Regions from separate parts of the Mus musculus genome. Here region 1 is linked to region 2. The links are chromatin contacts, called in public promoter capture Hi-C maps. All regions are on one chromosome and are shown on one strand. Each heading gives the region's core, a stretch centred on a gene start, on an enhancer-like site or on the middle of the called end of the contact. The rest is flanking DNA. Distances are from core to core; before and after follow the strand shown. Region 1 holds the start of Atp5g2 (ATP synthase, H+ transporting, mitochondrial F0 complex, subunit C2 (subunit 9)). Region 2 holds the start of Smarcd1 (SWI/SNF related, matrix associated, actin dependent regulator of chromatin, subfamily d, member 1).

Region 1 (6,643 bases), core at 449-2,948, 3.0 Mb after region 2:
TTACTTTTAGACCAATGTTTGTCTTCAGGCTGGCTCTATCTAAAACTTTACTTTTTGCTGGATTCGGTGGAACACATCTATCATCCCAGCACTCAGAAGGCAGAGAGGCAGACAGAGCTCTGTGAATTCTTGGCTACACAGTGCGACCCTGTAACAAACTCCTCCCTTTTGTCTTTATGCAACCTAAACCCAGATTTGATGCCCACCTACTCAGGTTTAATTGAGTCGAAACCCAGTACTTCTTTAAAACTTTTGCAATAGAGGCTTAAGCTGGGTTGATGGCTTAGATGATGGTGCCTGCCACACCCCGTGCGCTGGGTACCTATGGAAGCAGGTGGCCTGAAGCTGACTGGCTTGCAATCAGAGTCGATGAGCTTCAGGTCAGTAAGACATCCTGTCTCGAAAGGTGAGGGTGGAGTGGAAATGCCCCCCACATTAACCTCTCAGCATGCATGCATACATGTCACCATACACGTGAATAAAGGGAGGTCTGAAGTTAGGCATGGTGGTATGTGCAAGTGATCCTAGCACTGGGGAGGCTGATGCAGAAGGATCATAAATTTGAGGTAAACGTGGGTTAGAGTCAAGAAGCCAAAATAAAATGGAAGACGTTTTTCCAAAAACAAGTTTTAACATGGTAACTTATAAAATGTAGTTCTGGCAATACTCTAATTACTGCCCAACCCACTGCTTGCTTGCAGAGAACTCAGTAAACAATTCTTAAAAAAAAAAAAAAGTAGGGGAATTAAATTTAATAGTTTACAAACATATGGAATAGTATAATCTGTTGCTGGTGTGTAATAAACCCAAGCGTATCATTCGGCGAGCCCTTCCAGTGGTCACTTAATATGGGCAAGCCCACACCAGAGCAATGAAACCCTCCACAATGAGAATTCCCCACTTAACCATTCCGTTCCTTAAACCTTCCCACTAGCTGGCAGGTATAAATTCTAAAGCTCGTATTGCTCCCATCTTCTGGGCTTGCTGCCTAACAGAAACCTCCATTTCCACCATTTAAGATTTTATTTCTAACTTCATTAGTATGTCAGGGCCTTCATTAGAGGCAACCAGTTTCTAAGGGAACAGGCCTCGCTCAGGCCTCACTCCTGCCACCTGTGCACAGGCCGGTTAGCCTGTTCTGTTACTCTCTACCACGTTCAGTTTATTTCAAACTGAAGGATGCTGACTAGGGAGATGATGGCTTTGGACGGTGAACTAGCTTGACTGCGCCAGAGGTCCTGAGGTTCAAAGTCTGCAAGCTTCAAAAAAATAAAAAATAAAGGCTATTTTGATTCAGGATGACAAGGGGAGGCAAAGGTAGGAGGGGAGAGTCTGGGGTCATGACAATGGTGAAAGGCGTGTGGGTGAGCGAAGAGCACCCATAAAAGCCTTGGTTCGCGCCCGGAGAGAACACGCTCGCCAGCATCTGCCTTTCGCCGGCCGCAGAGCCCCCAACCCCCGTGAGACACCCAAGATGGCGCCAGGCCCGCGCGGTTAGAGGTCATCGGCACGAGGAAGGGGTAGCCCTCCGCGTGGGGATGCCGGGACCGCGAGGGCTCAGGGACCCGCGTGGGAGCTAGCAAGGTCAGGGCGGCCACGCGTCCTCGCAAGGGGTACTGCTGCGCGCGCCTGCGCGGCACGAAGAGGACGCGAGGCCTCAAGGCCTTACCTGCTCCCAGGGCAGAGAAGACAGAGAGGGGCGGGGGCGCGGGAAGCGCGAGGGAAGGCTCTGCGCATGCGCGGCCGGAGCCAACGAGTCGCTTTTCTCCATGGATAGAGTGGACACAAGCTAGAGGATCGGCCGGGACGCCACAGCTCCCTCTGCCAGGTTGGTGGTGTCTTGGGGGACAAGCACTCCACCTGGCGTCCAACAGGAGAAACTGCAAAAGGAGCCCACCGTGCACGGAAGAGCCGCCAACTCTTGCTGATCTGCAACGTGGTGGAACTGTGGACTGCACAGCATTTTTGGAGTCTTGGACTCGAGTCCCCTTTCCGAGCATGCGCAAAGTTAAGGAAAAAAAAAAAAACCAAAAAACACCCTACCCAGTCTACTCGGAAATTGTTTATAGCATACAGTAGGGATTGGGGTTCAGTGCCTAAAATGTAGCAGGGGAAAATAAAATCACAGAACTCTTGGCTTCTTGTCACCCTCAGGACACTGGCAACGTTGGGTGGGAGATGGGAACTGGCCCAATGCTATTAGCAAAATGCCATGGCAGTTTCTGCTTTAACTTATTTTTATTTTTGTTTTCCCTATCTCGTTGATGAGCAAAGCATGAAAAAAACCCAGCATCTTCGAGTCATAAGACTGGGGGGGTAAACAAGGCCTGATTCTCCCTTTTGTGAGTCCTGGGATCAATTAGGGATAACCGCACCTGTGGCCTGCAGTAGGGGTGCGAAGTCACCCCAGGCGACCAGTTTACCTCCTGTCGGACTTGCTGGGGGGCGAGCTGGAATAAGTAGTCGCCTGCGAGGTGCTCTCCCCAAGCAAGCCCCTACTTTTCTTCACTGCCCTTTCGCCCGTCCCTCCCCCAGTGGCGGTGGGCGGGGGCTTTCCTGCGCTAGTCCTGGAGCAGGCCTTTGTGTACACGCAGGAACGCACGAGCCTAGCAGACGGCTGCAAGGCTGACCCAGCCCCTTAGCCCGGCTGTCCGGTTAGGGTGCTTGGACGCAGCGCGAGAAAGACGGGAAGAGCTCACCAAACCCCCATAAAAAAATAAAAAGAAAGCCGCGGCTGTAAATAAAGGCAAATCCGCCACCCTCTGAGGGGCCGTTTGTCCTCCCCTCCTTGGCCCCGTCCTTCCCGCCACCCCCTCCCGGCCCCCGGCCCCGCGGCGCCCCGGCCCCAAGCTCCTCCATTTAATCGGATTTGGGAGAAGGGGAGGATAAATCACGGCAGCAGCTTTACGGTCCCGGAGGAGAGGCGAGCCGCAGCCAGGCACACCCCGGCCGGCGATAAAAACCGCCGCTGAAAGCCCACGGAGCAATTTCCCGGGACCCCGAGCGACGCCATTACAGGAATGTAATTTTGCCCGGATGAGGCCCCGAGTTTAATTATCCTCGCGGAGGAATTTCAATGCGGCCAATCCATCTTGCAGGCGGGCGGCAGAGGGATTTATATGGGCCCGTTATTTCACACCGATCCTCCATCTGCATTTTTATGGCCCTGAGCTCCTGAAAGGGAGGGAAAGTGTGGGGAGAAATGGAAGAAGAGGGTGGAGGACTCCCCGCCTTTCCTAAACCTTGGATTTCAGCTGGATTAGGATGCTCGCAGGTTCTCCTGAGGTCCCCAAATCTCCCTCCAGTGCCAGTTGTTGACCTGGGCAGGGGCAGAACCGGGATCTTTAGGAAGCAACAGGTATTTTTCCAAGTACTAAGCAGTGTGAGATGCCGTGTGAGAAAAGGCAAACCCGCCACCCTCTGAGGGGCCCAGGCTAGCAGGGCTTAGGAGTTGGTCCCTTGAGGTTCCCTGAACACCCCGCTCCGCCAAAAACTGAATTCTTTGTAGCTCTTAGTTTCATACCCTAAGAGGCACAATCTATAGTTCTTAGGAGCTGCCGCCACCAAATGGTGTTGCAGCTGTTGGTTGCGACAATTTAGAGATCTCGTATATATATCGCTAACAAAATCCCGGAGGAGGATGAATCAGAGAAAGGGCCTGTGAGGAGCTAACCCTGGCTTCTCCTAAAAGTTACTGCAGAGTCTGATAATTCCCTGGCCCGAGTGGTAGGATTTAGTTAGACAAACCTGAGTTCCCAAATCACATGTGACCTTGGGCAAGTTATTTAACCCTTTTAAGTCATTTTTCCCCTCTCCTTTTAAAATTGGGTATAATAACAGCGCTTACCCTGCAGCCTATATTGAGATAATAATGTACATGAAGCTTTTAGCAGAGGGCTTGGTACTCAGTAAAAGTTCAATAATCGCCATAATCATTATCGTTAGTATTATAGTTACGATCACTGCAATTTAATTCTGTCATGCTCCCGTGAGACTGTTTATTGTGAAGGGTCCTTGCACGGTTATCTCCTGAAAGAGATTCAAATATTACAAAACTTTTTCAATCACATAAATCATGCAAAACCAGTTAGTTGACATAGTGATGGGTAATCTGTGAAGCTGAAAATCCTGAGGGCTTCTGCAACAAGGTTTAAAGCAGGAAATTAGACAATAAGAGAGCAGGGGCATGCCAAAAAACTGAATTGAGGCACGTGAGGGAGTGGGGTCTAGGGATATTCTTAACCCTGGGCTTGGGAAGGGTCCTTCTCTCAACAACTAGGGAACCTGCGGTCCTGGGAGGAAAGGGTGTGGAGCGAGAACCATCCCTTCCAATCAGTCCCGGTCTCTTCCGGACCAGGCCATGTAACAAGGTTGGTCTGATTGGCCAGTTTTCCTAATGACTTCTAGTGGCAAATTCTAACTGGTTAGCAGCCTCCCTGCAGTAGAGTGACGGAGAAATGAGATTGATCTTTCCTTTCCTCCGATTGGTTAACAACCCTCAGGGGAACAGAGACCTCTTTTAATTGACCGGTAGGTTAGGAGGAGGTTTGGCATCCCACGTATCGAAATTCCATGAGTTCTTTTCCTCAAAGGTCACCAAGAAAGAATCTTGATTGTCTTGAATATATTTGCCTTTGGCCGGGAGACAGAGTAGTTAAGAGAAGAAAAAAATCAAAATCATACAGGCACAGCTAGCTCTGTTCAATATGAAACCTCAGACAGGAGGATTCACAGGAAGAAACATAAAAGGGACCGACCGAAGGTATAAAAGATGTCAAGTGATGAGATGGAGAAAAGGGAGATGTTGATCAAAGGATACAAAGTTACAGTTTGAAGAAAGACGGTTTAGTAACTTGGCAGTTAACTACATTTAATGTGTTGGATATTTCAAGGCTGCTGAAATAAATTTTAAGGTTTTCTCTGACATATACAAATGAATTGACTGGATAAAGTGTATGTTAATCAGCTACATAGAGTCTTTCTATAATGAATATGTAGATCAAAACATCACATTATGCCCATAAATATACACTTTTTTTGTTTGTTTTGAGCCAGAGTCTCTCTACTCAGCCCTGGCACTCATTATGTAAATCAGACTGCCCTCAAACTTGCACCTGTCTCTGCTTTCTGAGTGCTGGGATTCAAGACCCATGTGCTACCACACCCTGATCAATAAACACAATTATTATTTGTCAGTTAAAAATATTTCCAGAGAGCCAGGTGTGATGTGTCTTCAATCCCAGTACTTGGGAGGCAAAGCTCTGTGATTTTAAGGCTAGCCTGGTCTACATAGTAAGTTCTAGGACAGCCAGATCTAAATAGAGAGACCCTGTCTCAAAAAACAACACACACACACACACGTGTGTGTGTGTGTGTGTGTGTGTATATGTATGTATGTGTATGTATATGTGTGTGTATAAAGGGTTGCATAGTTTATTTCTTATTCTGATGATTTAAAAGCAAGCTATGTAATTTTGCTAGAGGCAGTGAGCACAGAATGAACTCCTGGCTTGGAGGAAGCCGCTCAGGAGCCCAGTTCCAGCTCTACTACTACTACTGAGCTGAGTGACTACTGAGTTACTCCATCTCTCAACACTCTATTTTCCAAGTTTAAAAGAATTTACAGAAGGAAGAACCTATCCAGTGTTAACTTTCCAAAAGTCTTTCCTTTTACAACTTTTATGTCTTTGTACTTCAGCAATGACTCCTTCTTGGTCTTGAGCTCCTTTCGTACTTGCTTTTTGATGCTGGGGATTTGAACCCAGAGCCTCCAGCAGACAAAGCTGTATATTTCTAGCACTGAGATCTACCTCAAGGCCATTTGTGATAGTTAATGTCAACCTCCTGGTTAGACTCCTGGGGCTGAGATGGATACTGGTCTCTGACTGATGGCTTTGCTCTTGGCTTGTTAAATTAGTTTCCCAGGTAGCAGGACACAAGGTATGAGTGAAGAAAGGACCATTGATATTTCAGCTTCTGAGGAGGTAGGGATCAGTGGGATGTTTAATGTCACAAATTAGGTCCTCAAAAGTATTTTCCCAGCAGAGAGGTGAGGATAAGAGGCAGGCAGGAGGAGCCATCCTGGGCTGCATAGGAAAAACAAATCACAAAAAAAGGGATTTTTTTTTCTGAGACAGTTTTTCTCATAATGTCACATAATGAATCGGTAATATCCTCAAATTTGACTTTGCCTGTAATCCCAAGAGAACTGACCTAAATCACTATGTAGACAAAGCTAGTCTTTTTTGTTTGTTTTGTTTTTCTCTTCTTTTCTTTTTTCTTTTTCTTTTCTTTTCTTTTCTTTTCTTTTCTTTCTTTCTTTCTTTCTTTTTCTTTTTCTTTTTTTTTTTTTTTTTTTTTTTTTTTGAGACAGGGTCTCTCTGTGTAGCCCTGGCTGTCCTGGAACTCACTTTGTAGACCAGGCTGGCCTCGAACTCAGAAATCCACCTGCCTCTGCCTCCTGAGTGCTGGAATTAAAGGTGTGTGCCACCATGCCTGGCTTTTTTGGTTTTTCGAGACAAAGATAGTCTTGAACTCACAGAGATCTGCCTACCTCTGACTCCTGAATGCTTGTTTGTTGAGACAGGATTTTGCTGGTTGGCTTGGAAGTATTTTGTAGACCAGTTGGTCTTATGATTGTACT
Region 2 (6,482 bases), core at 2,663-5,162:
GAAAGTGGTCCAGACACTAAAAAAGTAGTGTGTTTTGTAAAGAATTTATTTTTTCTTGAATAAGAAACACTCATTTTGGGGAAGGAAAATACAAAAAAAAGAATAGAGAATAAAAACCCTGCCAGAGTCTGGTTGTCTGATCCTTCTGTATTGGGGGTACCAATCTCAGCAAACATGGCTGGCCTGCCCCAGTCCTATTGAGCCCCATAGCCCCTTGGTCCTGAGTCCACTAACCTCTCCGACCTGACCCCACAGGTGACATCGGGGGCCAGATGGGATTGTTCATCGGGGCCAGCATCCTCACAGTGCTGGAACTCTTTGACTATGCCTATGAGGTAAGGAGGTAAGGGGGCAGGGCTTGGCGGGGCCACCCCGGATTGGGGATTCCGGTCCACCCACCCTACCCTGAACATCTCCCAGGTCATTAAGCACCGGCTGTGTAGACGTGGGAAGTGCCAGAAGGAGGCTAAGAGGAACAGCGCAGATAAGGGCGTGGCGCTCAGCCTGGATGACGTCAAAAGACACGTGAGGGAGCAAGGCAGGGAGGCGACCTCCTGTGTACCCTTCCCCCACAGCCTCAAACCAACTCCATCTCCACACCACCTGTCTTTCCTGTATCCCTTTCTGTAACTCGTTCCTGTCTTATGTCCTTCTCTTAGAATCCCTGCGAGAGCCTCCGAGGACATCCTGCCGGGATGACGTACGCTGCCAACATCCTACCTCACCATCCCGCTCGAGGCACGTTTGAGGACTTTACCTGCTAAGCCCTCGCCAGCCGCTGTACCAAAGGCCTAGGTGGGGAGGGCTGGGGGAGCAAGGGGTACCTAACTGCCCCCAGCTACCCTGGGGACTTAAACTGCATCCCTGGGCAGTGGTTCCCTCTTGTCTGTGGTGAGAAAGGAGTCTTGACCAGAGTCCTCTCCCAGCCTCTATCTCATCTTTTTATTTTAACAAAATTAAACTAATATAAAGAGAGAGAGAGAGAGAGAGAGAGAGAGAGAGAGAGAGAGATCAGCCGCGACCTCAGGCTGCCCCTCTGCTCCACGCTGCCGCCCCCAGCTCCAAGCCTGAATTCTGTCTGTCTGGCTGTATGTCATCTGAGTGTCCACCTACATTCTGCTGCCTCCAGTCACCAAAGCCCCCTCCTAGTGAGGGGTGGAGGGGATCTCTAGGGTCTGAAATTTGGCCCCAAACCAGAGAATGTACCTTAAGGGAGAGGGCTGGTGTGGGGGCTTCCCTAGCCTTAAGAGATGCTCTCAGCCGGGTGACTCCCCACGAGCCCAAGTCTCCAGGTAAGGACTCCGTGCCCAGTTACTGCTCCCTCAAGCATACGGAATCTTTACGGGGCAGAGGATTTCCTGAAGAAGTAGAGATTGGGACTCCATGTGGCCCTGGTGCTGTAGGCCACATCCCAATATCTGTAAGTCACCTCCACCCCAAAGCTGCTGGAGAGAGATCCCAAGAGGCAACCCTCTGTGACATCCCCCAGAAGACCTGGCTGGTTAGCGCCCGGCTCAGGGAGAGGGGCACGGCCGCCTGACCTCACTGGCTTCTCTCTCAGAGGCCTTTGCAGAAGGCCACATCCATAAATTTTCTTATGGAACAATCCCAAGTCCTCTTCCCCGACGTCATCCGCTTCTCTCGGCAACCTCATCTGCATTTTCTATTTCTATATGATACAGACTCTATATTACTATAACCTTGTATATACTCCCCTCCGGCCCTGTTTGTCTCCCCCTCCATTCCCTCTTGTCTCCAAGAACCGCCCTCCCGCCCCTAGTTCTCCCTTCTGTCTCTCCCCCATTCTCCTGTCTCTGAATGCCTTTGCCCGTATAAAGAGCTGGATTCTCCCCTGGTGTCTGTACTGTACTGTGTACACACATCCCTCTGAGAAGCACAAGGAGATGACACGCGCATTGTAACCTTCGCACTGTCTCGGTGGCGACATAAAGGAAGCTGTGAATTACAAGCTCTGCCTCTTTCTGGCCTCGCCCTTTGCCCCCACGACCGGGGCACCCTCTGCCCTCCCCACAGCCTTAACATACCCTCTACCTTGCTCCACCTATCCCAGTGCCCTTTGCCTGGCTGACTGTGGCCTCCCTGAGGGAAGTGACTGCTGGAGAGGTAGCTCCTACCCAGGAATGGAGGACACTAAGCGGAGAGAGTTACAGACGGGAGGTGGGGAGGGAGGCTGGGGATTGGTGACTCCCTCTTGCAGCTGGGCGGTGGGTACCCACAGCCAGAAGCCGGAGCCCTGACTCAGTGGCCTTTCTTTCTTCGGGGTGCCCAGGGCCCAGTCCTCACCTTGATGCCCAGGCCCACCGCTTGCATTTTCTGGTGAGTCAGGGCGTGGTCACATGAGGAAAGAGATTGGCCTAGAGCAGAAGTTGAAAGACGTGCTGTTGTGTGTCCCTACCCTAAGGGGGCCACAAGGTGAGGTAGAGGGCCTCCTCAACCAGACACCCTTCCCAGGCCAGCTCTCCAATCTCATTCCTGGCCTTCTCTGTCCCCACTGTCTCTTGGTCTCTAATCCCAAAACAGGACTTATGGGCAGATCACCTGTGTACGTTGGCCTGGAGCCAGAGAGCAAGGCTTTGGCATCTTTGAGACCTCTTGGTTCTCAAGAGTTGTTTAGAGATCAGAACTCCCCAGAAAGAAACAGGGCAAAGCTGAGAAATGTACACTGGCTGGGGGGGCAGCAGGAGGGGCTCTGGGTGACGCATGCCTCTGGTCTAATAAACTGGGTTTCAACCATCTCTTCAGTGTTGGTTTTCTGTTTGTTGTTTGGTTTGTTTTGAGACAGGGTTTCTCTGTGTAGCCCTGGCTGTCCTGGAACGGCTCTGTAGTCCAGGCTGGCCTCGAACTCTCACAGAGATCCTCCTGCCTCCCAAAATGCTGGGATTAAAAGCCTGAGCTGCCATTATCCTGCCCAGTGCTGTTTTTAGTTGCAAACTGTGGGTGTTACCTTTAGAATGGAGCTTGCCTTGAGAGCCACACAACTAGAGTAAGGGAATTTGAGTGGTAGCCCGGTGTGGTGGTTATACCTGTAATTCCAGCAGGTAGGAGATGGAGCAGCTATCTTCCATTACACAGTGAGTTTAACGCTAGATTGGGCTACACCAGACCCTACATACTTGATCAGGTAAACACTGATCCTGCTGGGAAAAGACAGGCTCAGGATTCGTCTGATCACTGGGCAGGGGACCAGCAGTTATCTATGGCAACAAATATCCAGGACTCTTTGGAGAAAAGTCACGGGAAAAAACGCATCAAAATCTTAAGTTAAACGTCTGAGGTGAAGGGTCCCGAGCCTTCTCTGTGTATCCCTGGCTGTCCTGGAACTCACTCTGTAGACCAGGCTGGCCTCGAACTCAGAAATCCGCCTGCCTCTGCCTCCCAAGTGCTGGGATTAAAGGCGTGCGCCACCACGGCCCGGCATGGGTTTTCTCTTGCTGATTTGTCTTTGCCACGACATTGATCTCCTTCGAGTTCTACTTTTCCCGAACGAACAAACAGCACGTTTTCCTCTTTAGTACCCGGAGTCTGAGCAGTAGGAGAACGAAAAGCAAGGCAACCAGAATGCTTTGGAGAGGTAAATGCACTGGGCCAAGGTGAAGCATCACTCCAGCCGCCAGCCGGATGGGCTGGGCTCTCTGCAAGGCTTTTTACCGTCCTCCAACCGCGTGGAGGCGCTCGCTCCCGGCACCTCTTTATCCGCACACCGCTTCTCTATGGTGCTCCCTCCTGGCCCGTGAAGGCGGGAGGGAGTGGTCAGCACGCCTTTCCCGCTAGTCGCCCCCTCTAGCCCGTAGTCTCGCTGCTCCGAGCCGCCTGTGCCCGCCGGCGGGCCGGGCCCACAAACAGCCCAGGCGCTCGGGGGGCGCGCGGGGGGCGGGGGGAGTTCCGGTTCCGGTTCTTTGTGCAGCTGCAGCGGCGGCTCCGGGAAGATGGCGGCCCGGGCGGGTTTCCAGTCTGTGGCTCCGAGCGGCGGCGCGGGAGCCTCAGGAGGAGCGGGCGTGGCGGCTGCTCTGGGCCCGGGCGGAACTCCCGGGCCTCCCGTGCGAATGGGCCCGGCGCCGGGTCAAGGGCTGTACCGCTCTCCGATGCCCGGGGCGGCCTATCCGGTGAGTGGGACAGGAGGAGGGGCGCGCGGGCCGGGGGCGGGGCCGAGCGAGGGCGGAGGACTGACAGGGGTGAGGGAGAAGTGGGAGGGACTCCCTGGGGAGGGGCTCGGGCCGGGAGTGGAGGTGTGTGGGGGGGGAGGAGGTTAGCATCCTTACCTGCTCCTGGCGGCATTGTTTCCATGTGAGGAGTGAGTGTGGAACCAGGGTGGGCGAAGTGGGCCCTGGGATGGTCATGGAATGCAGAGGGGAGTGGGCAGCCCCCGTGTCCCCAGGAATACCCAGGCTGTTATAGCTGCAAATGGAGGTCAGCTTTAGAGGAGACAGTAGCTAGTAAAAAAAGAAATGTAGGGCTGACTAGACATGTCTGGTGAGTCAGATCCAGCATAGACCAGAAAAATTGAGTATAATCTAGTTTTTAGACTATATGCAATGAAATCACTGAAGGTCCAGTGACTGTATTTCAAAGAAGCAAAGGACTGTCTTGTTGTCCCCCCACCCCACCCCCAGCCCTAACCCACTCCTGAAATCCAGGCTGCCACCATTTTTCCTTTCTTGGTGGGGCTAGCAAGGAAAAGTATGACATTTCTGGGTCCTCTCCCTTCTGTAGAGACCAGGTATGCTGCCAGGTAGCCGAATGACACCTCAGGGACCTTCCATGGGACCTCCTGGCTATGGGGGGAACCCTTCAGTCCGACCTGGTCTGGCCCAGTCAGGGATGGACCAGTCCCGCAAGAGACCTGCACCTCAACAGATCCAGCAGGTCCAGCAGCAGGCGGTCCAAAATCGAAATCACAAGTAAGATGACCCCTGGGGGTGAAGGAAAGAAGGGTATGGGGGAGAGGAGGCCTGTGAGGATGCTGGTGGTGGGCATGCAGAACCAGGAAGTCAGCGCTGTGGCACCAAACGGTGCTGCAGGGACTAACAGGGCCTCATGATGCAGTGGAGTTTTGGTGGTCATGGGAGAGGTAGCGTCTTTAAATGGAGAGTCATTTCGTAGGCCTTGGCTGTAACCATAAACAAAGGTGCTCACAACACTGCTCACGTTCTGACTAGTTCCTATCCCAACCTGATCACAGTATTTATTCTGAACAGTGCAAAGAAAAAGAAGATGGCTGACAAAATCCTACCTCAAAGGGTGAGTGCAGCTGCAGAGGTCTCCTTGAAGGGGTAGTGGCTTTGAGAATAGAAGTGGTCAGAACGAGGGCTGCCCCATCCCATCTCTGTCTTTCTGTTCCTAAGATTCGGGAACTGGTCCCAGAATCACAGGCCTACATGGATCTCCTGGCTTTTGAAAGGAAACTGGACCAGACTATTATGAGGAAGCGGCTAGATATCCAGGAGGCCTTGAAACGTCCCATCAAGGTAACAGGACAGTACCAGGCTGAGGGTCAAGGGAGGGGCCCAGGTCTCTCTCCAGCTCAGGATGGAAAAATCAAAGGCACAGCACAGCTCTCTGTGGCATTTAAATTGCATCTTTCCCTTCCGCCTACAAACCAGGAATTACATTAGGAGCATAGGAGTCTAACAGCTGGCAGGGAAAGGGGCGGGGGTGGGGGGTTGGGGGGGAGCTATCCAGGGCTCTAGACAGAAATAGACCCGTGCGCGCTTTTTGCTGTAACCACTTGCTACCTTGGGAACATGCCACTTTGCACAATTTTGTCTCCCTAGTCCCCTGGTGCATTCACTTGCACCCAGGCTCAGGTCGGGACTGTACACTTCCGAGTGGAGTCTCTGTCCCCTGTAGTGAGCCAGCCAGTGAGGAGTCACTTGGGAGTTTTAGGGGACCTTTACTACCGAAGCTCCACTGTCGATCCTGTTTCTGCCTTCCTCAGCAAAAACGGAAGCTGCGAATTTTCATTTCTAACACGTTCAATCCGGCTAAGTCGGACGCGGAGGATGGGGAAGGGACGGTGGCTTCCTGGGAGCTCCGGGTAGAAGGCCGGCTCCTGGAGGACGTGAGTTCAAGGTCCACTGTGGTTGGTGCTCAGGGAGGGAGCTGCAGGGGTGGCACTGTGCCGGGTGCTTGGTGCGGTGTGCTCAGCAGGAAACCTGACTGCAGTTCACCACTCCTGCTGGGAGCTTCCGGGAGGGGGCTGGGGGGCTGTGTTCCCTGCATACAAAGACAATGGTCCTTTGTGTCTGCTTCCTCAGCTGCACGGTTTTGTCCTGGGGTCTGGGTTGCTGTTGACTTGGCCCTGGTGATGCTGCCCTTTGGATTTAGCAGTATCAGTGGATGATCTCAGTGGTCCCCATCCCTGCCCGCCACCCATCTGTGCTGAGCCTTTGAGGCCATGTTTCCTCCCTTGAATCCTTGAGGTTATTTCTGTGTTCCCAACTTTCCTTGGAGGTACCACAGTT

The links. Capture Hi-C pulls out chosen DNA fragments and counts their contacts.
Region 1: a contact with region 2 is called in a promoter capture Hi-C map of adipose tissue, with 2.5 times the contacts expected there. The contact joins the promoter of Atp5g2 here to the promoter of Smarcd1 in region 2. A contact is called at or near these places in 2 of 39 promoter capture datasets (erythroid cells and pre-B cells) and 1 of 9 other capture datasets (adipose tissue).

Annotation. Positions count from the first base shown.
Region 1 is chr15:102,669,349-102,675,991 of GRCm38.p6, forward strand. Atp5g2 (ATP synthase, H+ transporting, mitochondrial F0 complex, subunit C2 (subunit 9)) reads right to left here and starts at 1,699. Exons shown (of 5, transcript NM_026468.2): 1 at 1,670-1,699. It overlaps Mir688 (microRNA 688), which reads right to left and starts at 2,518; the gene lies at 2,444-2,518.
Region 2 is chr15:99,698,375-99,704,856 of GRCm38.p6, forward strand. It overlaps Smarcd1 (SWI/SNF related, matrix associated, actin dependent regulator of chromatin, subfamily d, member 1), which reads left to right and starts at 3,913. Exons shown (of 13, transcript NM_031842.2): 1 at 3,913-4,124; 2 at 4,732-4,919; 3 at 5,217-5,259; 4 at 5,364-5,486; 5 at 5,957-6,079. The coding sequence starts at 3,948. Asic1 (acid-sensing (proton-gated) ion channel 1) reads left to right here. Exons shown (of 12, transcript NM_009597.2): 10 at 256-335; 11 at 421-525; 12 at 660-2,756. The coding sequence ends at 764. Gm34939 (predicted gene, 34939) reads right to left here and starts at 5,430. Exons shown (of 3, transcript NR_168656.1): 1 at 5,252-5,430; 2 at 4,868-5,128; 3 at 3,033-4,416.